Linked DNA regions of Mus musculus: region 1 is linked to region 2. The links are chromatin contacts, called in public Hi-C maps. All regions are on one chromosome and are shown on one strand. The core of a region is the stretch at or near the end of the contact, and the rest is flanking DNA. Distances in the headings are between cores, read along the strand shown.

Evidence for each region. Hi-C and Micro-C count contacts between places; a contact is called where the count stands out from the background.
Region 1: a Hi-C map of B cells shows a contact between it and region 2, with 8 read pairs. The contact joins the promoter of Arf1 here to the promoter of Igtp in region 2. A contact is called at or near these places in 1 of 39 promoter capture datasets (pre-B cells), 1 of 484 Hi-C or Micro-C datasets (B cells) and 1 of 9 other capture datasets (macrophages).

Annotation. Positions count from the first base shown.
Region 1 is chr11:59,226,211-59,232,674 of GRCm38.p6, reverse strand. Arf1 (ADP-ribosylation factor 1) reads left to right here and starts at 4,408. Exons shown (of 5, transcript NM_007476.3): 1 at 4,408-4,502.
Region 2 is chr11:58,196,549-58,202,367 of GRCm38.p6, reverse strand. It overlaps Igtp (interferon gamma induced GTPase), which reads right to left and starts at 2,812. Exons shown (of 3, transcript NM_018738.4): 1 at 2,589-2,812; 2 at 651-900. The coding sequence starts at 689.

The sequences.
Region 1 (6,464 bases), core at 3,159-5,658, 1.0 Mb before region 2:
CTAACCAGTATCAACGTGGGGTTCTGACAGGCAGTGGTGGTGCACACCTTTAATCCCAGCACTCAGGAGGCAGAGGCAGGCAGATCTCTGAGCTGGAGGCCAGCCTGGTTTACAGAGTGAGTTCTAGGAAGGCTACACAGAAGAACCCTGTCTTGAAAACAAACAAACAAACAAAACCAATCAAACAAACATACAAACAAACAAACAAACAAACAGGAGTTCCTAGACACTTCCTTGGGTTGTACTCATTTGCTTGCAGAACTTGTGTTGACTGGTTAATCATGAGAATAATTATCAAGGATACAGATGAAGAGACAGGTGTTAGAGGTCAGGTATGTGGAAGGCTTCTATGCCTTCCCTGGCCACCCTCTTTCTCCCGCCCAGGACCCCTCCACATGTTCAGCTTCCAGGACTCTCTGAACATCTATCTCTAGCAGTTTTATGGACACTTAGTTACACGGGGACACTGATTAAACCACTGGCTATCAGCAATCCAACTCAATCTCCATCCCTCCTTCTTTGGGGGTTGAGATAAGGCTGATGAGGGTCCCCACCCTCTGATCTAGCCCTGGTCTTGCAGTGAGCAGCCCCACCTGGTAGCTACCCAGGGGCTGCAGAAGGTTGGTTTATCAGCACAAGGATTACACTTCACTACCAGATTCCTAGAATTTTAGGAATTGTGTTCTAAAAAACAGAAAAAAAATCTTCTCAGTCTTCAAGACCTGGAAAAGGGAGTGGGACAAGAGTTCAGGAAGGGCAGGGCTCTCCCTGTAGCTCTCCCTCTGGGGAAGTGATTAAAGCTGTAAAGTTCCACCTGTAAGCAGGTACTAAGGGTCCAGAGTTTTTATTGTATGAGCACGTTGAACATAAGACATAATACCAAGTGGAGTTCTAATGAGACTCAGTGCTGCACAGACTCAGGGCACTGTGAAGTTATGTTTTCAGCCAGTTAGCCTGCTCAGAAACTCCTGCTGGAAAAGGCCCCTAAGAGGGACTAGAGAGATGGCTCAGCAGTTAAGAGCACTGACTGCTCTTCCAGAGGTCCTGAGTTCAATTCCCAACAACTACATGGTGGCTCACAACCATCTGTAATGGGGTCTGATGCACTCTTCTGGTGTGTCTAGGGACAACTGCAGTGTACTCATATAAATATTAATTTTTTAAAAAGATTTATTTATTACTATATCTAAGTACACTGTAGCTGTCTTCAGATCCACCAGAAGAGGGCGTCAGATCTCATTACATTACGGATGGTTGTGAGCCACCGGTGATGTGGTTGCTGGGATTTGAACTCAGGACCTTTGGAAGATCACTGAGCCATCTCTCCAGCCCCATAAATATTAATTTTTTAAAAAGTATTTAAAATAATACTTCAACTTAAAAAAAAAGTGGTCTGGTGCAGCGCTGAGCTCCCTGTTGGCATAGGAATCCCAGAGAACACTGTAGTCTGTCAAATCACCAGAGTGCCTGAGCCCTAAGGGGTCAGGGAAAGAGATGTGGAGGGCAAACTTCAGTGGGCTCCACCTCAGGTGTGTGTGATACACGTATGCACAAGTGTGCACATGTATGTGTGTGTATATATATATATATATATATATATATATATATATATATATAGAGAGAGAGAGAGAGAGAGAGAGAGAGAGAGAGAAAGAAAGAGAGAGAGAGAGAGAGAGACTTCTACATCTCTAAGCATCAGTAGCCTGGCATGAATGCCATCCATCTTACAGAAACTGCAGAAATTGCCTGGGGCACAGGATGGGGTCTTCAAGGCACACACAGTTCCTTTCACCTCACTGAACCTCCTTTCTCTGGTCTTACTCTAGGAGTCCATCTGTCTCTTTAGCAACTGACAAAACCAGGAGGCCAGGCCCCTGGAGATCCACGCCTCTGACTAGGTGCTTAGGAGTAAACCTCGTAGTAGACTAGTCTACAGAAGAGGCCCTGGACTTTTCCCTGGCCTATGATCAGCTGAAGTGGAGGTTTGAGGCCATCGGCACTCCCAGCTTTCTAGTACAGGTAGCGGAAGGATCCTGGACAGCCACACGGACAGCTTCTTTCAGTCACAGCTCACCTCGCCCCCTCCTGGCCAGAGCTGGTCCATCCAGGGACCTCAGATAGGAAAAGGGACTCCTGGTCTCTAAGCAACCTTGTGGAAGAGTTAGCCTCAGTTTACCCGAGCAATTGCTATTTCCTGGTAGGGTCTGTCCCTAGTCATGCCCACTCAGGGCTCCCACACATATGTTTTCAAGCCCCCGCCACCCCACTGGGACAGGGCTCAAAGCAGAAGCACAGATGAAAGAAGGAAGTAAGTTTCTTCACTTGGGAGTAGGCATCCAGCAATCTGTCTTATCATTTTCAAAAAACTGTATCTTACATAAACCCCATCTTGTCTCTCCATATTGTTTTTCAATTTGCTAAGTTCCTCCTCACAAAATAAAGTTTCTTTGGCTTTCTATTTCTTTTAAAAATTTTAAAGATTTTGTTTTTTAAAAAATAAATATTTTTAAAAATTTAAGATTTTTTTTTAACTGTGTGTGGTTTATGCACGTGCTTGTGGAGGCAGAAGCTTCAGAGTCCCTGGAACCGGAGTTATGGGCAGTTGGGAGCTAGGAACAGAGCTTGGGTCCTCTGTGACAATAGTATGAAGAGTTTCTTCAGTTCAATTGTCCAACTTCCTTTTTAATACACACTTGGGGATGGAGTGATGGTTCTGTGGTCAAGTCCACTGCAGCTCTTGTAGAGGAACTGGGTTTGGTTCCCAGAAACTGCATAGTAACTCAAAACATCAGTAGCTCCAGTTCCAATGGATCTTCTGGACTTTTTGGGCACCAGGCACCCATATGGTATACATACATATTTATAGACACTCACATATATAGATAAAATAAGTAAATCTTGAAAAATTATATATATTTAAGTGAATATACAATTTAACATTCAAAGTTCATGTGCAATATGAAAATTTCACTGTGGCTTCAGCTGACCTGGGGAGGTAGGAAGAGCCTGCCTAGGTAGGTATCCACTTCAAATGTATCATCCATTACACATGTGGATATTAAATATCTACAAAGGCTGTTTAAAATTTTAACTGACACAAATAATTATTTACGGGGTACAGAGTGATGTTTTGAGCGGGACTACAATGTACAGTGGTCACATTACAATAAACAGAATGACTACCACCCTGTCTCCATTTTTTCATAATTTTAGCCTTTTTAGGTACAGAAAGGGAGTTTGGTTCTTGACTATTAGCCTGCGGTTTTCTGGACACCCCATCTCTTTGTCGACTTATCCATGAGGCTAAGACAGGCTTCTGGCATGGCTGGAATCACAGGTCTCAGGAGATGTCCTGCCATTTCTCCAGGGTTGGTGGCAGGCAGCGACACCCAAGGCTTTGTATAAACACTTGCTGTGTGTTGAGGGTGAGAGAGAACAGGCAAGCACCCCCATAGACGTTTACAGAAGCAGCATTTGAAAATGGAGCCCTGAGCGATGGAAAGGGATGTGTTAGGGTCAAGAAGGTGACTATTGCATCGAATCCTGCCAGGCTCAGCACCCACAACTCTGGGGAGAAAGCTCTGGAGGTCTCAACCCCCAAACACAGTGAGGATGCCCTGTACCCTGTGCCTGGACACAACAGTGGCTGAAGCAGGCCCTGGTAACAGAACTGTCTCCTGCTAACTCAATAGATAGGGCTCCAGGCTCAAAAGAATCTCCCAGGGCCCTCAACATCTCCTACCTGTGGGACTTCTCCCAACAGCACACGGGGTGGAAGAACTGGATAGGGAGGACAGAGCCTGGGCCTGATTCCTGCATCGATGGGGAGAGTTAACGGATTCCTCCTCACCTGCACCCTGAAGGAGGCCACCCCATCACTGCCTCTCAGGCAGTGCTATGCCCATGCAGGTGTCTGGTCCTCTCAGTCAGCTCTGAGCGTGCACACAGGTCCAAGACCAGTGTGGAGACATGGTGCTTGTCTGACATTTGGCCTGCGCCTCTTCCCACTTTGGCCATCTGTCGGTCACATCATTCTCTTCAATTCCAGGGCCCAGCTGGAATATCAGAGACCCTGGGGTACTGTGAGAAGGACATTACACCTCCTAGGGCTGACACGACCTTCCCACTCTGACCTTGGCGCTCTAGAACGCTTACTGGCCTCAACCCCCGCATCCGCGGAATGGGCTGGAATTCCGCAGGAAGGCGCGCGTGCGCACGCGCCGGCGGACACGGAACTCCATACACCACACCCTTGCTCGTTCTAGTGCCGGGAGCCAGAGTGCTAGCCCGGGACCCGATCCGGAAACAGAGCGACCTCGGCTCCGCCCCGTGAAGGCTACAAAGTGCAGACGCGCAAGCGCCATCCGTGTGGGGGCGGGGCCCTCTGCGTGCCCGCCCTCTTCCCCCGGCGTGCCCCGCGGCAGGCGCTGACGTGGCTGCCGTCAGCGCCGCCATCTTGTGGGAGCGAAACCAACGCCTGGCTGGGAGCAGCCGCCGCGGAGGTGAGACGCGGGGCGCGCTGAGGCCGAAACTGGGGAGGCCGCGGGCTGGTCATCGTGGGAGTCAAGGGGGCGCTCAGCTGCGGCTGCTAAGGACCGAGTCCGGTCGGGCGGCCTGAGGTCTATGCTCAGTGAGCTCGGCGGCAGGCCGGACAGAGGATCGGGACGCCCCGGAGTCCCGCGTCGCCCACGGCCGCTTGGCCCTCCCCCACTCCGCGGCCCTTACGCCTGCCTGGCCGCCCGCCGCGGGCCGCAGCCCGGAAGTCCGGCCAGGACGCCGGCTCTTCTCCAGGAAGCCAGGTTTCCTGCTGTTCCTCTCTGCGCCTCTCCTAGGCTCCACGGCCCGAGAGCCTGGGAGCGGGGAGCAGGGTTCGGGGGGTCACGGGGTTTTCCTTCTTAAAGGCTAGCCGGCCGCTTCAGATACGGCATGAACCGCGGGCTTGGGGAAACTGAGGCTCGGGTGGCCCCGAGACGACGTCAAGGTCACTCGGGTGGCGAGGTCTTCCTCTTCTGTCTCTCGAGTCCGGTTCCTGTCGGCCTGGAGGACCGAAGTTGTAGGAAGGGGGAAGGGAAAGGGACAGGTGTCGGACAGGGGCTCCGAACTGCGGATCCAGGTGCTGGGATTTAACACGCGCATTTGCGGATCTCGGGGGATACCAGAATACCCACTGTGATCCCCAATTAGCCGTGATTTGGGCCCCGAATATCGTCGGTGAGATCTGCATTGGGGTGCCGATGGCCCCCGGAGGGGTTTGAGCCTTGTTTCGCCTCTTGACCGGCTCCTTTATGCACTTTTGGGTGGATTAGAAAGGCCATTCTGAATTGGAGAATCTTTAACCTGCCCATGGAATAACCCGTTCCCGGCCTCTGAGCAGTCCGCAGGTACAGAGACCAGGTCCAGTACACAATTCTGGCTGTCCATTTAGGGTGGTCGTGCCATGTCAGTTTGTAGTGTAGGTAGCTACATATGTTGTATGGTCTAGCTACATAGAACAAATGCAAAATGCTAGGGATTCTGTTCACATCAAGAAGGAATTCTCCCATTCAAACAGCAACTGGCTGCTTTGTCAGGAAAGGAAGGGTCAGCTGCTCTTGGTCCCAGAAGTCATTGGAGAGCCCAGTAGTTGATGCCACAACCCATGTTGGAGTCTTCTGTTGTAGTTCTTGTTTCACAACTAGTGGTCAGCAGTTTTTCCTGCAGGCTGATTCTGGTGGTTTCTGCCGTGTCTGTCAGAAGACTAGTGAGGTGCCATGGTGCTTTGTGTGCTGGCCTCGTGTCTCTCCTCTGTCTTAGCCAGTATCCACAGTGCCTGACATAGGTGACTATAGTGTCCTCACTTTTGAACTTTTAGCAGCACTAGCAGAAATAGCCTAAACTATGAGATTTGATGCACTGTGTTACTACCTGGTTTCTCTGTTTCTCCAGAGAGTTGTGTGGTGTAAGGGCCAGTCACAGATGTGTGAACTACATTGTCTTCTGTGGCATAAAGGTTTCCCTTATTGGAATGTCTCTCACTTATCCTTAGATTTGAAAATGGGTCTGAGTCACTGGATCACCACACTGTTCTCTTGCTTGTGAGGCAGATGTACAGAATTGCTACTTCAAAAAGGTTTAGGAGCTAGATGGTAGAGTGCTTTTCTAGCCTTCGTGAAGTCTTGGTTTGGATCTCTAGCACTGCATACAAGGTTTAAGGCAGTGTGAATAACAGCTGACTCATACTCAGTCTACTCATCCTGAAAGGAAAGTAGCAGTAACTAGTTCTGTGGCCCTCACACAGCTGTGATTGTAAGTCATGCATCTGGGACGTCCACTGTGCCCCTTGCCCCTTGTAGAACGGATATTCAGAATCTTTGCTCCACTGGGCTGCTTCCTCTGCCCAGGACCAGACAGGCTTCAAAATACCTTTTCTTTTTCTTTTTCTTTCTTTCTTTTTTTTTTTAAAGTAAAGGTAAATTAGACCAGCA
Region 2 (5,819 bases), core at 1,563-4,062:
CATTTGGGAGGCTGAGGCAGGTGGATTTCTGAGTTCGAGGCCAGCCTGGTCTACAGAGTGAGTTCCAGGACAGCCAGGGCTACACAGAGAGACCCTGTCTCGAAAACAACAAAATAAAACAAACAAACAAACAAACAAACAAAACCTCCCAAACTCAAGACCATCTCTTTGATTCATGTAGTGTGTACCTGTATCCCATGAAGGATACTTTTCCCATCCTTACACTGAAGAGCCCAGTGTCTGCACCAAAAAGCCACCGTTCTAGCTGTGGGACCACTTCCAGGGAACAACTTCTGAGTGTTGATTAGTTCCCTGGGATGGCCCCACCCAGTTCTCTCCTGGGCTAGCGTCTCTCTTTACTCCTTTCCTCGGTGGCCTCCCCTCCTGTCCCGGGTGGCCTCTCTCCTCAGTCCTCTCTCCTGGGATGTTTCCTCCCTTTGTTCCCTTCCTGAAGTGAGTTCATCTCTCCCCCCAGAGCACTGTCTGCAGCCACTCACACAGTGGCTGGGCCTGGACATAAGCTCAGAACGGAGGAGTTCAGCCAAGAGCCCCAACCTGTGTTTGAAGCCTCATCCAACTCCCTGCCAGCCCAACCAGTTTCTGAAGTCTCAGTTTTCTCATCGGTACATCAGGCAAGCCATGCTACTCACCTTCCAGATATTTTGTGGCAACTTTGTGACTAAATCCATGGGACGTGTGTGCCCTGCTCTCTCTCTCTCTCTCTCCACAGCTCTCCGCTGTCTGAGTGAACGCTCTGGAGTCTCAGCTAAAATGGCTGGGCCGGTGGTCCTCGGCTTCTTTCTTCTCTCTTCAACTTTATGGAGTATGAAGGTCTATGTCTGTGGGCCTGAACTCTGTGGGTCTGCTCTAGGCCTTGCACTCTTTACTCTCCTTCAGAACCTGTTAGAAAAACGATTTTACAACAACTGATGACAGATGAGGAAAATGTATTGTCAGAAACCACAAGGAGCTCTTTCTGCCATCTCTCCGTGAGCTTGCTTGTGGTGTGCATGCCCCGGCGGGTGCTCTCAAGAACAGCTGAGAAGAGAGGCAAATGCCAGGCACTCGTCGGGCCGTGGGCCAAGGCATCGCTCAGGTCCTAACTGAGATGATGAAGCAAAGCTACATTGGCGAATTTTAAATCATTGATGATCTCAGAGCTGGGGACTACTGTGGGCCCCAAAGGCAGGCTGAACAAGTGCGGACCTGCTCCCACCTGTCAGTGTGGCTTCACCGTACTGGACCATGAAGAAGCAAGACGAAAACACACAGAGGGGGGAAATCCCGGGATTCTTTTTTTTTTTTTTTTTTTTTTTTGGTTTTTCGAGACAGGGTTTCTCTGTGTAGCCCTGGCTGTCCTCGAACTCAGAAATCCGCCTGCCTCTGCCTCCCAAGTGCTGGAATTAAAGGCGTGTGCCACCTTTTTATAGAGGTGTAAAACATAAATAAAAAGCCCCCGTGGACTGTTCAAGAAAAAAAAAAAACCAACAAAAAGAAAGACAAGGAAAGAAAAAAGAAAAGAAAGGAAGAAAGGAGAGAAGAAAGACATCTTGAATTATACAAAGCAGTTCCTGGTCACGCTTCTGGTTGATCTAAAGCTGACTACAATTCTCCATAAAGATCCAGATCTCTCTAAATACTCTGGGGAAAGGGGGGGAAAGAGATGCCTCAATGAAGAAAGCACTGGCCTCACAAGCAGGAGTTTGAACCCCTGGCATCCACATAAAAGCCAGTTTCAATACTCATGCCTAAAATACCCTAGCTGGAGAGGTGGAGGTCCAGAGGAGGATCCCAGAGGGCTTGCTGGCCAGCCAGTCAGTCTAGCCAAGAGGTTCACTGAGAGATTCTATTTCAATAAAATGAAATAAATTGGAGAGTGACTGAGGAAGACACCCTAATGTCAGCCTCTGGATTATACACACATACACACTGGCAAGCAGACACTCGGGCCCACACACAAATGCAATAGTCTCACACACACCTGCACAAAAAAGGTCACATACACAGTGGAAGTGGCAGCCCATTGGTTGCCTATGTTACTATGTTCCGTCGGGTTGCATTTTGTTATACTCTCTTCCAAAAGATTAAATTAAATGCTGGCAGATGAAGAACCAGCGTCTCCAAGGCAGATAGATAATGCCCAACAGAGTTAGACAAAAAGTTTCCTTATGAACCCAGCCTTCCAAGCCAGAGTTCTAGCCCCTGCGTGTCGCACATGGAGAACAGATGCACATTACACAATTCCAGAATGTTCCAATATTACCTGTGGGCTGTTCTGATCCTGGACTCTGGCCCCTGAGGGGTCATCGAAGTAGTGGCCAAGAGAATTTGAGTAAAATCCCACCTGTTTTCTCTTAACTAGGCTCCCTCAGAAGACCCACAAACCCAGGGATACCCAGGTAAAAAAAGAAGCACACTGCTTCTCTCTGGTGAATTGGAAGGACTTGATTCAGCCAGACACCATGCACTCCGATCCTGAAGACAGTGCAGGAGGGTGCCTGCTGCACAGGGTGCCCCAGAGGAACACCTGACCCCAGACTCCCCTGCCCTGAGCAGGTTTATAGGCCAAGCAGGAGCCCCTCACCTACCTGCTCAGAAGCCTTACAAAGCTGCAATCCAGGCTCAGGACGGTCAGGAGAGAGAGAAGTGTGGTGGGGCAGGGTCCTGTGGGGAAGAGCGATTAGAAGAGGCAGGAGCAGCTGAAGGGCAGCCTGAGCTCCTAGGTTTCCTCTCAGACCCTGCTCTATCTATGTTGGCCCAGATGTAAGTCCCCAACTTCTAGGCGTGAGCCCTGCCTGCCTCCTCCCCAAGGGGCGGGGCCTGATGCCCGAACAGCTTTCAGTTTCAGTTCCTAGAAATGGCTAGTTTTCGGGAGTTAGCACTCAGAGGCCACGTTCTTCTTCAAAGAGAGGGGTAACTGGGCCAGATTCCAGGTATAGAGGTCAGAAGTCTGCCCGTGAAGCCTGCCATTCAGACTTCGGTCAGAGCTGCCTTGTCTGACCCTGCTACCTCCTTTCCGGAGCCCCTCTTAATGATGGCACCATGTTGAGACCCAGCGAACTTGGTCCTTGGAGAACTACTCGCCCTTCATTGCTGCTCCTTGGGGCTTCTGTCGCTTCTCATTGTCTACTCGCTCCTTCCCGCCCACTCAGCTCAGGGGCAGAAATTCCACCTACTCTGCCCTGTTCCAATTCTGTCGTCTCCCCAGGATCAAAGTATGCGGCAGAATATGCCACCTTTAAGTGGTCTCCTTCTGCCCACCGGTTTCTCTTGAGTTCAGGAAAAATATTTAAAACAAAGCAAAACAAAAACCAAAAAATAAAAATAAACACTCTCCCCCCCTCCCCCTCCCCCCTCCCCCTCCCCCCTCTCCCCCTCCCCCTCTCCTTTTTTTTTTGTGTACAGTGATGCCCTGGACCACTGAGTGCCCAGGTAGAGGGGAATGGGCTAGTTTCCCTGTGTAATTGCTTAGCAGGGTAAGTGGCTGATGGGAAGTGTGTGCTCATTTGCACAGTCCATGCCCCCAGGGCTCCCCCCACCCCAGGCCATTTACTGACCTGGTCTTTCATTTTCACTCACTGTCCCTAACATCCTGACTCCCTCCCTCCCCCATCCCTCCCTTCAATAGGTGTGCATGTGCATGAGCCTCGGAGGTCGGAGCAGAGAGTTGGAACCCGTGCAACCGGAGTTACAGGACATTTCTCTGTATAGCTCTGACTGTCTTGGAACTCACTCTGTAGACCAGGCTGGCCTTGAGCTCAGAAATTCGCCTGCCTCTGCCTCCCAAGTGCTGGGATTAAAGGCGTGGCCACCTCTCCCGGCCTGGGCATCAGATCTTAATACAGATGGTTGTGAGCCACCATGTGGTTGCTGGGATTTGAATTCAGGACCTTCGGAAGAGCAGTCAGTGCTTTTACCTGCTAAGTCATCTCATTTTTAAGTGTCTCTGCCACCTGTGACTTCTCTCGCTCAGAAAATGACAGCAGGCAGCACTCTGCAAGATGCCCTTGCACAGGAGTGTTCCTGATCGATGAACTTGGTCAATAGATGATTGACAGGCTGGGGAGATGAAGTCAGTAAGGTGCTTACAGTGCACACACAGGGACCTGAGTTCAATCCTCCAGATCCCATGTCAAAAGTTAGACGTGGTGATATGTACTAGTAACTCCAGTACGGAGATAGGCTGATGGCCAGCCAGCCTAGACTATTTGGTAAGCCCCAGTTACAGTGAGAGACTTTGTGTCAATAAACAAGGTGGAGAACCTCTGAGGAAAGACAGACAAAGTTGTCCTGTAGCCTCCATATGTGTGTGCATACACAGGTGATGATTTACAAAGAAGGTATAACAGACCCCTAGGACCAGGCTGTCTCTGTCCCTGAGACCCAAAGGTGACTGCTGTGCATGCGAACTTCCCAACGATCTCTCCTGTGTGAGGAACATTCGCCACATCAGGGGACATCAGCAGGATTGCCACTATCCACCTGTATTCTTTTCTACCCTTTGCCTTTATAGCTGGCCTCTGCTTCCCGACTGTCACCAGAGCAAGAACAAGAAGCAGACTCCTGTCCCTGCTGGGCTACAGGGAGATGTCAGTTTCGTAAGAATCTAAACAAACCAGGCACTCAGGAGGCAGAGGCAGGAGGATCTCTTGAGTTCGAGGTCAGCCTGGTCTACAGATCAAGTTCCAGGACAGCTAGAGCTACACAAGGAAACCCTGTTTCAAAAACAAAGGAAGGAAAGAGAGAGTGAGAGAGGGGGGGAGGGAGGGAGAAAGGAAGGAAGGAAGGAAGGAAGGAAGGAAGGAAGGAAGGAAGGAAGGAAGGAAGGAAGGAAGGGGAAAGAAGGAAGGAAGAAAAGAAGGAAGGAAAGAAGAGAGAGGAAGGAAGGAAAGAAGGAAGAAAAGAAGAGAGGAAGGAAGGAAAGAAGGAAGGAAGAGAGAGAGGGAGAGAGGAAGGGAGGGAGGAAAGAAGGGAACAATTGTGGCCCATGTTCACACCCCAATTCCTGTATATGTGATTTTTTTTTTAGAAACAACTAGAGGCCCTGCCCCCTCTCTTCCCCTCTCTGTTCCCCCTCAAAGCCTAAGGAAAGAATGCTGCTGTAAACAGTTACCCACACAGTTCCCTGGCACTAGGGGTTTCCATTTCCTGTTCTAAATGTAGTGTCTGCATGAGCCAAGTGGAGTTGGTCCCCAAGTTCAGGAAGATGTTTTAGATTCTTACATTTTAATGATCCCAGCATTCCACCTTGGGAGCTATCGCCACTCAAGCATGCCTCCCATGAGTATAGCCAGTGATCTCTGAGAGGGACCCTGGCTGGCACGGCAGCGTGTATTTATGGACTGGACACCAGATAAAAGTCCATGGCAAAGGGACTCAGCAGATGCAGCGTGTGGACACAGGGTATGCAGAGCACATGTAGCCTGTTCTTGAAGAAGCCATTTACCCAGAACTCGGCTCCCAGCTGGGGCAGTCTGGAGTTAGAGTTTCATCCCGGGACCAGGACTATGTACCCTCCTGGACATGGTTAACCTCATAGGAGCTATGTTTGTACATCATCTCCCCACAGAAGTACAGGAACTAGTCACCTCAAAATCCATCACCTCTTACTTGTTGCCTTCGCTCAGCAAGATGTGAAGAGGCTCAGGGGTGAATCCCTGTGTTACATACACTGAAGATCTGGCTTGTCAGCTCTGCTGTGTGCTCTGCTGTCCTGAGCATCGCTGACACTGTCCAGGGATGTGGGTGCTGTACCCACTCCCAGGTGTTTGCATGAAGCTACATGCTGTGGGTCATGTGTCACACATGAAAATAATGCA